Regions from separate parts of the Danio rerio genome. Here region 2 is linked to region 1. The links are chromatin contacts, called in public Hi-C maps. All regions are on one chromosome and are shown on one strand. Each heading gives the region's core, a stretch centred on a gene start, on an enhancer-like site or on the middle of the called end of the contact. The rest is flanking DNA. Distances are from core to core; before and after follow the strand shown.

Region 1 (6,728 bases), core at 1,144-3,643:
TGGCGAAAATCAGAGCACTGAGTAGAAACCCACGCAAACACAGGGAAAACATGCAAACTCCACATAGAAATGCCAACTGACGCAGACAAGGCTCGAACCAGTGACCTTCTTGCTGTGAGGTTGACATCCTACCCACTGCACCACCGTGACACCCATTATAATAAAATAAATCTTAATCTTCTGAATGTAGTTTTTTTTGCACTACTATTTATTTATCATCGTACATTTACATACATCTTGTGTAGATCTCTCTTTCTACCTCAAAACTGTTTACTTCACCTCACCCAACCCCCCTCACATCCCCTATTTTGCACCATTGTTTATAGTCTTGTTATTTGTACTGTAACTTGTTGTTTAGTGTGATTTGTATTAAAAGGATATATTTACATGTTTGCACAAGTGAGATGCACTTAATCTCATCACACATGTATATAATGTACATTGTATACAGAGTACAGTGACAATAAAAGGCATTCTATTCTATTCTAGTTAATGAATAAAGAACATTCATCTCAGTCAAACGTTTTCTGAACTGTTACTTTGTAACAGTTGTGCTGAAATGGAGATTTATATTTTTTTCTAAGAGAATCATCAGAATCCACTAATTTAGTATTTGTGCATTATATAGCATTATGATAAAATATTCAAATCATAATGATAAAAAATATAGCAAGAAAAGGCACAAAATTGCAAAAACAAGGGCAAAACAAGGGCCAACTCTCTTCAGCCTAAAATATTTTCATATAAACATTAAAAGCATGATTAACATTTGCCTGAATGCATGCCAGTGTATTTACTGATTTATAGCTGTTTTGAAAACCGTAGCCTCAGTCTTCCATACAAAAAGTTACATTTTTTTGTCTTCCTCACATTTTTCTGACAAGGGAGTTCTAGAGATGCAACCCATCAGCAGATGCTAAAATGTGATTTCAAAGGGTTTGAGATCAGCCTCTTCAAGCACATCTGCAGATTAGTTGTCTCTTGAGTAATATACAGTACGTGGGTAGGTGAACTGACAGCTGTGTTTTTCTGTGCAATGCTATTCTCCATAAAACGCTATTGCACATAGCATTTCTTTTAGTCAGCCTAAATAAGTCAAAAATTAAAGCATCTATAAATATACCTACCTTTCCATGGAATTAATGGTAATTAGTTAATGGTAATTAATGAAAAAAATATGTGAGTGTTAGTACAGAAAAAAAAAGAAAATATAATTGTGAAATGTTAATCGCAAGTCCTGGTTAGCATTGCTGGTTCAGTATTGCTCTAGATGTCCATCTGCTGGTAAAAGGTAGGAAATGCTTTTTGCATCTTAGACTGTAAAAGCATGCATTCCGTTTTACTCGTGTTTAAATTTCCCAAACTATTCCCTAATAACAACACTAATAATTCACTAATGCATTCTTCTAAACCCTTTACTTCCCCACCAAGAAAATAAATGTTTGGATTGATTTCTTAACTCCTAATGCCACTAGTCACTCGATGCATTTTTTCAGCACATCCCATAATTTCTAAAATATCAACGTCTACCAAATGGTAGATGTGTCGGTTTATGGTAAAAGTACCGGAATGAATACATATCTTATACAATAAATTTTTTTTTTTCAAATTTGTCATGTTAAAAAAACCTTAAAAAAACAACAACAAAAAAACACATTTTTGAATACTAAATCATGTTTACTTTTTAAGTATGCTGTAAAATATTTTACATTCTTATTTTACACGTTTTGTTTTTACAATAAAACCAAAATCAAGTGTAGTAATGCAACAGGATTATGTTTGCTTGTTTTTTGTGAACCAACAATGCTGTGTGTAAACATTATTTAAAACAGTCATTCATTCAATTACTTTAACAACAGTCATTATTAAAAACGGTCAACCATTTGGTAGAGCAGTCAGTCAAAGCGTTAATACCATTACTCTTGTTTTCAAGAGAAATTTCAAGAGATATTTTATGACACGGAGTAAATGTTTTCCAAAAATGCGATTTAAAATATCAATATTTGATCAAAATAACACATTGATAAAGACGTTTCTACCGAAAATTGTACAATCGGTGCGGCTTCCTGCGATGGACCCTATTTACGCTGATCCAAATTCAGCCACATGTTCACAAACCCCAGTCAGAATAACCCACAATGCTGATCTCAGATCGGTTAAAAACGGCACACAAGACGATAGGTAGCCCAACATTTTGCCAGGAAAAGTATTTAGATGTTTAATAATGGTTTCGAAAAACTAATGATATATATTTTATTCAGAATACTAATTTAGTAACAAATTGCGCGTCTCACCTTCTTTAATGTCGGAATATTTAAGCGACCGTCTCTTTTTGTTCAGGCACTAGACGCAACTCCTTGTCGTGGAAAAAGCGCCAAGTTCTACAGCAAACGCGCTTGTCAAGTTGTTTATATTTAACGCGAAACCGCGTACTTTTAGAGTGTACTCCGCAAAAATGTAACCCTTGCATAAGAAGTCTTATAAGGTAATATCATTTTAAACGTAGTTTTGTTTCGTATTACGTAACTCTGAAGTACTCCTGCAGAAATGAACCTGCATGTTGTGTGGGCTGGGCGGCTAACGTTACTCGGTTAGCAACACTGCTATACGTGTGTTCACTCTAATGAATTAATAATGATAAAACGAAACGCGACCCCGTGAATATTAACCTATAATCAATCATATGTGTGAAACATTGAATGTGAAAGTCATGTTACTTGTAGAAAGTGCTTGTTTTGTTTTCGAGAGCACATCCGACTTCAAGGCTTTCACGCGGTTTGTGGCTGATGTTGAAGACTCTGGCTGAACTTGTTCCGTTTTGACGTTTAACGTTACTTGTTTCTTTTACATTTTGATCAGTAAAAGGTTAAAATGCCCGGGCTGCACAGTGATAGTGGAGTTGTGACTGCAGCTGGCAGTCCTGTGAAGAAAAGCAAACTCTCATTGAAGTTCTTTCAGAAGAAGGAAACCAAACGCGCTCTGGACTTCTCAGAGGCCCCGCCAGAAGACAACAGTAACGTTACCGCTGAGCCGCAAGAGACTATTTGGTATGGCATGTTTTCATGGAGCAATCAGTTACGTTGATGAAATTAAATTTTTCCTAAACTTATGCTTCATTATTTCCCCCTATAAGTCATGACCAGGTTGTGCCATTGCCCTGCCCTTCGTCTCCTCTTACCTGCGAGAAGCGCGAGAGCCTGGTCCCCTTCGTTGGGTTTAATAATTTGGGGAACACCTGCTACTTGAATAGCATCCTTCAGGTATGCGCTGTTCATCGTATCTTCACTTCAATTATTAATTGTCACAATTTCTTAGCCAGGACAACACAGGTGAATTGAATAAAGTATTATCGTTATTAAAAAAAAATCTAACTCTAAACGTAATTCCCACTGTTGATGAGTTGCAATACACTAAGAGAGCTATTTTTATTACATAATTTTTTTAATATACAAATTATGTAATATATAATTTAAACATGGTATAATTTATGAATATTAAAAAAAAACATTTTTAACAGATTGAGGATAAAAAAATTCACTATAATTTTGGTTCTGTTTGAAACTTGTTTTAAGGTCTTATCTAAGATCATAACTTTAACCAAATAGATGTATCTCAACTATTAAATTTTATTGAGTGATTATAAATGATTAAATTAAATGATAAACTTTTTGAACAGTTATTTTATATTGCAATAACATTTTACTATTTGTACTGTTTTTTTATTAAATAAATGCAGCCTTGGTAAGCAGGACAAGCTTATTTAAAAACATTTTAAAATCGTACTGACCTCAAACTTTTGACCGGTTGTGTGTGTGTGTATACACATATTCAGGAAATTACCATTTTTAATCCCATTAAAATGAATGTAATTTAATGAAATTGTGAAAAAATAAACTTTAAAGCTTTTTAAGATATGTATTGATATCTGAAAATAGTGTAAATAAAGTGTAATAAAATAAAATTAATTTTGGTTGGTTTTTTTTCACTGAAAGCTGCTGCAAAATACAGATATTAAAAAAAGTGACATCTGTGGGGTAAAAAAAAGATGTAGATTGTTGTGTCTTGCTGTAATATCTGCATTTTGTTAGTTGTTTGGATCTAATTAATTAATGACCTTTTCTAATTGCAGGTTTTATATTACTGTCCTGGTTTTAAAGAAGCCATCAAGTCCTTGTGTCATGTGGCTAAACTGAAAGACAAACCGCAAGAAGAGGGTGCCAACAATGAGGTTGGTCTTTAGTTTCATAAAATCTCCTGAGACATTTGCATTACGTGTGTATAAAATAAAAGAATATTAGTATCAGTAGTCTTAAAAAAAGTAAATACAGAAATTTAAAATATGTTCCATTAAAAGCGGCTGCTAATTATGTCACAAAATATGCAGAACAGCTAATAATTGCGTTAAACACTGAATGATATTTTGTTATCAGGGGGACTCTGGTGAGAACACCCTACCTGTTCCCATGGAGCTGTTGGGCAGTTTCCACAGCCTCATTTCCTCTGTGGAGCAGCTGCAGTCCAGCTTCCTGCTTAACCCAGAAAAATACAATGATGGAGAGCTAGCCACACCACCACGTAAACTGCTTAATGCGCTCAGGTACTGATGTGGGCCAAAATATCAGTCATCGGCAAAAAAACTTTGGATATATATATATGCTATTGAACTAACTTTCGATTTGATTTTTCCTCTGCAGGCAGCTCAACCCAATGTATGAGGGTTACTTGCAGCATGACGCACAGGAGGTCCTGCAGTGCATTCTTGCGAACATTCAGGAGGCCTGTGACACTATCAAAAAAGAGCAAACAGACAACCAGGACACCACAATGATCAATGGAACCGAGTCTGTCCAGGATGGTGACGGGAGCTCTGACAGCCAGCTGAGTGGAAAGAGAAAGAGTGACACAGAAGCAGGCAATGCTAAGAAGAAGCCAAAATCTCAAAGCAAGTCTAAGAAAAATGAAGAAAACGTGCCTATGACCCGCTCGAAACGCAAGTCCTCCAGTGAAATAAGCACAGAGAATTCAGCTACTGAGCAGAGGAATGGCACAGAAGAGCAAGAGAAGGATAGCACCACAGAAGAAGAGAAGAATGACAGTCCACCTAAAGATACAGGCAAGAGGACTAGGAGAGGGAAGCTGGGCTGGTTGAGGCCATCAGGGAAGCAGCCTAGCATCTTCTCCAAGTTTCGCAGCATGGGACGAATTACTTCACATGTAGGAGCAAAAGGAGAGACCAAGGAGAAGTCAGATTGTAGTTCTCAGGAGAAACAGGACAAGGACAACTCTGAGAATGAAAACAAAACTCATGAAGTTAAACAGGATCTGGGAAAGAATGAAGGTAAATGTTGTAGCATTTTCTGATTAAATCCCATGTCCTAATCAGATCCTACAATTAATAGAGGAGTAATTTTTAATTGGTTTATTTAAATGAATTTTAATTAGCATATTATCTGAAAACAAAAACATTAACATTTTGTTTCTTGTGTAATTAGAGCAATCAGGCCTGGATGTGCTGAAGTGGATGTTTCAGGGTCAGCTGGTGTTGCGGACACGTTGTCTGGAATGTGAGTGTTTCACAGAGAGAAGAGAGGATTTTCAAGACATCAGTGTGCCTGTGCAAGAAGACGAAACCCTCTCTTCTGACTCTAGTTCTGAGAGTGAGTACATTTAAATCTCTTTGTGTTTGCTTTTTTATGCTAGTTAGAACATTTCAGATGCTCATCATGACTACATTTCCTTCTACAGTTTCTCCAGATCCCAAGACCGAGCTGAAAACTCTAAAGTGGGCCATATCTCAGTTTGCATCTGTTGAGCGTATTGTGGGCCAAGATAAATATTTCTGTGAGACCTGTCATCACTACACAGAAGCTGAGAGAAGTCTTCTGTTTGACAAAACGCCAGAAGTCATCACAATCCATCTGAAGTGCTTTGCTGCCAATGGCTCAGAGTATGTATCCTATATTGATTTTAGTGCTTGTTTACTAGCTTTCCACAATAAAGCTTATATATATATATATATAATCAAATCAGCGGGTTGCCCTTCTGGATATTTCACTCATGAACATTTCATTCATGCCCCCATGACAAACTGGGGTATTAGACGCAAATAAGGAGTAAGGACTGGTGAGAGTGTTAAGGAGTTTATTAATGCACACTAAATGAAAAAAAAAAAACTTCTGCATCTTTCAATCTGTGTGTGTGTGCATGGTCCTTTACTGTACTGAAGTGTGTGGATATTGTCGGAAAATATGGCGAAAAGTCCTACATGATGGTAATAGTTTGACTGCTGTGTTTACTTCAATAATGCCACTAATATCTGCATACTCCACGTCTTCATTCCATTTCTATTTACTTCAGTTAAGGTAATCAAAAAAGTTATTATTATTATTCGCTGTTTGGAGCTTATGTAGGCCTACAGTTCAAAATTTATGTTTAATTGAATAAACAGTTAGTAAAGACAAGTACATCTTACTGAACATAATTAATTTTCGTCACCAATTATCGTAGTAGAACAGTTTCTCAAGCAGTTTGTGATGCATTTTGGAAACTGGAGATTAGCCCCTGGTCTAATGCGCCACCTGGCTTGAGAAACCTGTTCTCAAAGACTTACTTTTAGCCATTATTTGGGTAGCACATTTATTCTGAATGCCTTCGACAGAATTCAAATGAGCCATTTTAGTCTAGATTAATTTCAAGATTACAGTGAGATTAATCTAGATTAAAAAATA
Region 2 (6,728 bases), core at 1,728-4,227, 430 kb before region 1:
TATGTAATGGATGACTGGCCTTTCACTTTCTACTACTCATTGACACATTGTCTCCATAGATAAATGCTTACTACATAAACATGTCTTACCAATGTATCCATTAGATTTGTTCTCATTTGCACCAGAGACAGAATCATCAGGCCGACAAACTGACAGTTTCACAAATAAACCACTTTTAGGATCACAGTCAAAGTACTGTTTTCCTTTATATTTTCCATCACACACTCCACTGCCTGTCACCTAATACAAAATACATACATTTCACTTTTTAAAAGGAATTTAACTATTTGATTATTTAAAAACTTTAAGATTTCTTTAGGAAAGATGACAACAGTTGAATTAGTGAATAGAGAATTTACCACTTCCAGCCCAGCACTCTTCTCAGAAAAATCAGGTAGATATCCAATCCAGCGGACAATTCCAAGTTTATTGCCCATATACTGCACTAGGGAGCCAACCGAGATTCCTTCTGAATCAGAAGCGCTGTCCATCTCTTGGTTCTGTGAAGTGTCCATTTTTTCATCTAGTCATATTTTTATATAGAAAAACAGCAATTATTGTTGTATAGTATTCTTTACTGTTAATGTACACAAAAAATGCAATTACACAACATATGGATTACCAGTATTTAACAACTCCTCTTTCATTATGCAATCCAGTGGGACCAATATCTCTCCACCTTGTTTGCCCTCTTCATCTTTATCCTGAAAAAAGAAGCATTTTTAGTAAACCATTCTTGCTTTCTGTACCATTATACAAAAGCTCATCTTACAGTATGATCAATTTAGCAAGAGCTGACCAGAAATTAGAACAATTTTATTGTGCTGTGAGATTTCCATAATAAGATTAATAAAGTACTGTGTATATCCAAATCTAAAAACTTGTCCACACCAAGAACAACTATTATCACTACTCTGATAACTATGTTAGCCTCCACACCAACACTCAGTATTGTTCAATTTATTATAAGCAAATACTTTGCTTATGTGTGTCAATTCATATGTTTGATGCCCTATAAAAATAAATAAATGCTGATTGGCTGTCAATGCTTTACTGTTCAGCAACTGACAAAAAATGTGCCTAGAAGTGATTAGGCACGATATTTTTCCTTAAACTTGTTAGAATAAAAACAATTCTTAAACATTAACTTATTATTTAACATATAGCTATTAATATTAATAGTTATTCTATGATTAACCTTTATAAGAACATTCAGATTAAATCTTTCATTTTTTGACTTTGTATGATCATACCAGCCTAGTTTTGGTTTTGTCTTAGCATCTAGGCAAAGTATTACAAAAAGTTCACCCCCTCAAAATATGCTGTCATTATTAACTTAACCTCACTATTTGATTCATTCATCTACTTAACAAAGTAATCAAACAGTCTTAGAACCACAATTGATTTTGGGGTTAATTATTAGTTTGAGTCACTCTAACAAAGAGTCAATACTCACAGTAGATATGAGAACCATTTTACCATCTTGCATGTCCTTTATATCCATAACCATGCCATGGTGAGGATTATTGTCAAAGAAATAGATTACTCTGTCTCCAACATCAAGAGGCTCACTTGATGTCATGGACAAGAGAGGTGGAGTTGATAGGGGTGGTGCTGAAGGCTTATGATCTATTGGTGTGATTCTTGTAAAAGGTGCAAATATTCCTGAGTTTTTGGAACATTTAAAGTATGTTTTGCCATAGTAGGAGCCATCATTTTGCCCCTTTCCTTTGTCGCCACCCTAAAAAAACAGAAGAGAAAAGAGCATTTCATTAAAACAAAAACTTTTTTTTTTTTTGCATTGCTACGAATTGTTCTCTATTCAACATTACAGAGACACACTTTCTCTTACACGAACAACTCACCTGTAGTTCCACCCCAAAGAATGTTCCTGCTAAAGGATTAATGCTGTAATCCGTAATACTGCCAATGTATCGAATTATACCTTTGAGTTGTTTCCCATTGTATTCCACATAAACCTGATCGTCTGTAGTCAGATTTGAGGCCTCCTGTAAAACCTTTTTATCTTTCAGTGCCAAAAGTCGGTCTTCATTAGGTTCAAGAGCCAGCAGTAATTCTGCTTCCCTGATGCTCAATGGCATCAGAAGAACTTTATCAAGGTCGGTTTCAAGTAAGCTACCCATACGAACTACAGGTAAAGTGTCTGTAGCCTTTCTTTTTAGCCTGGACTCATACTGTTGTTTATCTATGTAGCATATTTCACCAGCATCAATGAAGCTATTTGGTGAAGGAGGCTTCGCAGTGATAATGAAGTATATCTTCTTGTTGGCTGCGGCCATTTCTCAAAAGTGTCACTTGGAAAACTGAAGTATAACAAGCTTTCAGGTTGACAGCAGTGTTTCCAGCGTGGGCAAAATGTTCATTTATTTGCTCATTTCCTCTGAGCAATGCATGTTACTCTTGTCATTCAAATAATTCCAAAAAAACTAAGCGATTCATACAACTGCATTATTAGATGTAGGTGATAGTTTCTAGACACCCTGTAAAAATAGAAACAGTCAATCGTTAGTTTGCTACAAACTTCAAAAAAACTTTTTAATAATAAATAAGCACTTCAAAGTGACAATATAAAATAATAATTTAATTTTAAAATTACATTTCAATTTTATATTTAAACTTCACAAACATTTGAAGAGTTTATGCTCATTACTTACCGATGTCAATACTTTCGATTTCTGTTAAAAAAGTAAACTCAGCAGAACTCTAGCAGAACTATTCGTCTTTCTCTACATACGTTGTGTACTACGATTAAACGTTTACTAGAATTTAAAGAGATTGTCAGAAGTATATAATGGTGTTCTAAATAAAACTACCCCTGACATTCTGTGCTGTCGATGTTTTGTAAAGATAGGGGAAGTGTTTTTGAGCAAAACCAAAAGTAAAGAGTCATGTTGAGAGCCGTGTTGTGATTGGATGTTGGTTGTATACGTCATCACAGCCGGCGTCGCGGTTTTTATGACGGTCGTGTTTTGGTGTGAAGATGGCTGAACGTGAAGCGCTTAAGAGAGAAATAGAGGAGCTGCAAAGTAAGAGTGATTTCGTCATTTAATATGTTGAATTTATATCGTAATTCGACAATTGTTTTAGCCTTTTTCGAACCCTCTGCTGGTTTTTAGTTAACGTTACTCTTACCTTTTGAATTAACTGTTCAGTTACAACGTGGCTGACTTAACGGTTATTCCCTGAAGCTAAGATAACACTGCCCACAGTAACACCTTTCAATGTGGTTATGTGTTTGTAGTCTCTGTAATACATGTAATATCATGTATTTACGTTATTAGTAAAACTGTTGTTATACATAACGTCATCAGGTCAATAAACCAAGAAACTTGGTCACTTAAGTTAGAACTTTAATAAACAAGATATTTTTTTAAAGGTTACATTAACAAGACCCTATGCTAGAATGTCAATGAAAGTGATAGAATTGTATGGGTGTTTCTGCTTAATAATTTTTTATTAACTTAGTTTAAGATTATGCTGTTGTTTGTTTTCCTGACATGCTGTCACATGTGTTTTCTTGGAAGCTAATGAATGTGTAACTCATATTAAGTGATTTTGACTATTGTGTAACTTTTAAACCATGATTGTGTACATTGTCTGTGACATTATGACGGATAGACATGTTTAATGGCATAATGACCAGCAATTATGTATTTAAGTTCAGATTTTCGCACTGGATTTTTAGGGGATAAAGTAAAACTTAAATAAAACAAATACAAAAGGGTAAATAGCGAGTAATTAGTTAAAATGATAAAACAACACCATGGAAAAATATATATTTATATTTAGGTCAATAAATAAATTGGTATAATAACAAATAAATATAGGAATAAAAACCCATTATGCAATAATTATATAAAATAATACAAAATATGATTGCATACAGTTGATTGGTTCAAAATGATAATCAAAAGTTGATTATCAAAAATGATTAGAAGATTTAAACGAATACAAATTTATGTAATGATTTACCAAAAATTGTTCTCACAAGAGAGGATTTTAACAGGTTTCTTTGTAGAAATCCAATTTAAGGAAAATATTGTACATTACAGAATCTCAGAAAATCAAAAATCTAATGTGAATTATTCCATCTTATTAACTTTTTTACATAATCTGCTGTAATTTCACACACTTCCTCATGACTTTTGCAGACCTCATTAATGACTATAAAAGTACCCATGGTGACGTTCCATCAAGCGCTGGCCAATGGGGTCATCCCAGACGTGGTTTAAGGAGTGGCCAGGGCCAAGGTCGAGGTCATGCCGCACACTACACACAATCATATTCATCATTGCCACATATGGCTCATTCTTCTGGCAGCTGGAGGAAAACATACTCGCTTAACAACAAGACCAACAGGGCATCTGGGAGTCATGTATTCCATTCAGCTGTAAGCCATCCTTCTCTCCACATTAGCACATCTGGAGCAACTGCCACTGGGAGTAATGATGGACTTATTGGGAGCAACAGTGTTTCATTTAAAAAGCAGCAACCTAAACAAACCAAGGAAAAACCTGTACCATCTTCACACGGTGTTCAGTGTGACACTTCAAAAGAGAAGAAAAGTGAAGAGAGCACAAAAACGACAATGCTTTTGTCTGCAACAGAAAAAGTTCATCATGGCTGTTCCTCTACCAATGAAACAACTGACTCGACTTCATCATCGGGGTCTGAAAGAAAGATAAAACCCACTTTAAAATCATCAGCAGTGAACAATCCCTCTATTCCTTCAACTGTCAAAGCTGCAGCTCAGCTTCAAGTCAAACCACACCTCCCCCCTTCATCCTCATCCAATAGGACTGTTGTAATCCCATCTGCCAAAAAAGATTCTACTACGGCTTCTTCTGCCTCTAACCTTCAGTCTCAGGCTACAGTGAGTCCAGCAAAGCCCCAGGTAAAGCTAGACTCAACTCAGACACATGCAGCCTCACCATGCCATAAGAGATCTCAGTTTACTTGGGTAAAAAGCCAAGAAACGGTAAACATAAACAGCACACCTAAGCCACTAACCTCAGGATCTTCTCCTGGGATGATTTTCACCAGACGAGCCTCCAGCTCTAGTAAGAGGGTGTCTCGCAAGCCTAATAATTCCCCCGGAGCTCCTAAGACCTCAAAGTACACTTGGGTGTCTTCATCTTGCTCTTTGTCAACAGCTGGGAAAGCAAACCCTTCAGTGAAATTGCCACGCAAACCGCTTTCGCCAAAATCTCTTAAAGCCCCTGTAAGAACTTTTCAAGGTGGAATGGAGGGAATCAAGAAAGAAAAGAAGTATACCACAGTGACTGTGACGCCTTTAAAAAAGTCTAGAGCTGGTGCTGTCACTACATCCCATGCTAGTCATACCAGTCGCTATCGCTGGAAGGCGGCTGGACAAAATGCTAATGCAAGTACATCTAGTTCAGCTTCAAGGACGACCCATAAGAGCACTGTGTATCGGTGGACTGCTAACAACAATGGCCAAAAGGGGGAAAAGGGATCTACCTTGTCTCCTAATATCCCTGCTACAGCCGCATTGTCAGTTGGCGCCTTTAAGCTGAGGAGTCGAACCAAGATCATCAGACGATCTCCTAGCAAGTGAGTGTTTTGCTTCGGTAAAATTGTAGAATGTACCACAAAAGCAGAAAATATGTGAAGTATTTTTTTTGGGATGCACAAATATTAAAACTTAATGGCCAGCTCAATATAATAAACAATTGTTTTAATTCCATTTTCTGATAAATGCCACTTGTTTGTCTGAATAAATGAATAAGCGCACTTAAACTTAGTTGTGTTAAATGCTACAGATGGATTATTGAGATTAGCAATTGTATTTATGTAAAAACAAAACAACACAGAGTACTTATTCTTGCACATTTTTAACAAGTAATTTAACAGACATTTTCATCTAAAGCAACTTGTATGTATTTATTCTTGTGCAAAATATGAAAGAATAAGTGATCATACTCTTATTTTAAATTATTAAATTATAGGGGGACATGGTGGCTTAGTGATTAGCACTGTGGCCTCATAAAAAGAAGATCACTGGTTCTTGTCTTGGCTGGGCCAGTTGGCATTTTTGTGTTGAGTTTGCATGTTCTCCCAATGATGCCGTGGGTTTCCTCAGGGTGCTCTGGTTTCCCCCACAGTTCAAAGAAATGTGCTATTGATGAATTGAATAAACTAAATTTGCCGTAGTAGTGTATGTGTGTGAATGTATATGGGTAGTTTCCCAGTACTGGGTTGCAGCTGGAAGGGCATCCGCTGTGTAAAACATATGCTGCATTAGTTGGCGGTTCATTCTGCTGTGGTGACCCCTGATGAATAAAGGGACTAGGCTGAAGGAAAATTAATGAATGAATGAATGACTAAATCAGGATAACAAATGGGTAAAACCCCAGTGCTTTGAAGGAGAGCGAGTATATAGTTTTAAATGTACAATTAATTAGTATTTTGGTTATTTTATAAATTATGTTCTAAATATTTGTATTAAAATTGTAACTGCATTGTATTTTGTTCTTAATTATTACCTCTGAAGACTGTTTCCAGTGGGTTTCTGTAAATCATAGTAAAGATGCATGATTTTAGTCATATTTTTTTTCTCAGAAGATATACAGATTCAAAATACAGATTCAAATAAATGAAATCAATGCAAATGGTAATTATACATATAAATCTTTAGAGTTTGATCATTTTAAATTGTAGAGTAATTGCTAGTAGTCTCAAATGTC

What was found. A called contact is a pair of places that touch in the nucleus more often than the background predicts.
Region 2: a Hi-C map of hematopoietic stem cells shows a contact between it and region 1, with 3 times the contacts expected there. The contact joins the promoter of zc3h3 here to the promoter of usp1 in region 1. A contact is called at or near these places in 1 of 18 Hi-C or Micro-C datasets (hematopoietic stem cells) and 1 of 4 datasets of contacts at active chromatin or transcription factors (embryo).

Annotation. Positions count from the first base shown.
Region 1 is chr6:34,924,862-34,931,589 of GRCz12tu, reverse strand. It overlaps usp1 (ubiquitin specific peptidase 1), which reads left to right and starts at 2,393. Exons shown (of 9, transcript NM_199579.1): 1 at 2,393-2,485; 2 at 2,860-3,047; 3 at 3,134-3,260; 4 at 4,130-4,228; 5 at 4,431-4,597; 6 at 4,695-5,338; 7 at 5,493-5,657; 8 at 5,746-5,947. The coding sequence starts at 2,872.
Region 2 is chr6:35,351,762-35,358,489 of GRCz12tu, reverse strand. zc3h3 (zinc finger CCCH-type containing 3) reads left to right here and starts at 2,977. Exons shown (of 12, transcript XM_684588.6): 1 at 2,977-3,047; 2 at 4,173-5,595. The coding sequence starts at 3,002. cyldl (cylindromatosis (turban tumor syndrome), like) reads right to left here and starts at 2,879. Exons shown (of 15, transcript XM_003198803.5): 1 at 2,676-2,879; 2 at 1,866-2,501; 3 at 1,457-1,741; 4 at 623-704; 5 at 360-523; 6 at 90-240. The coding sequence starts at 2,300.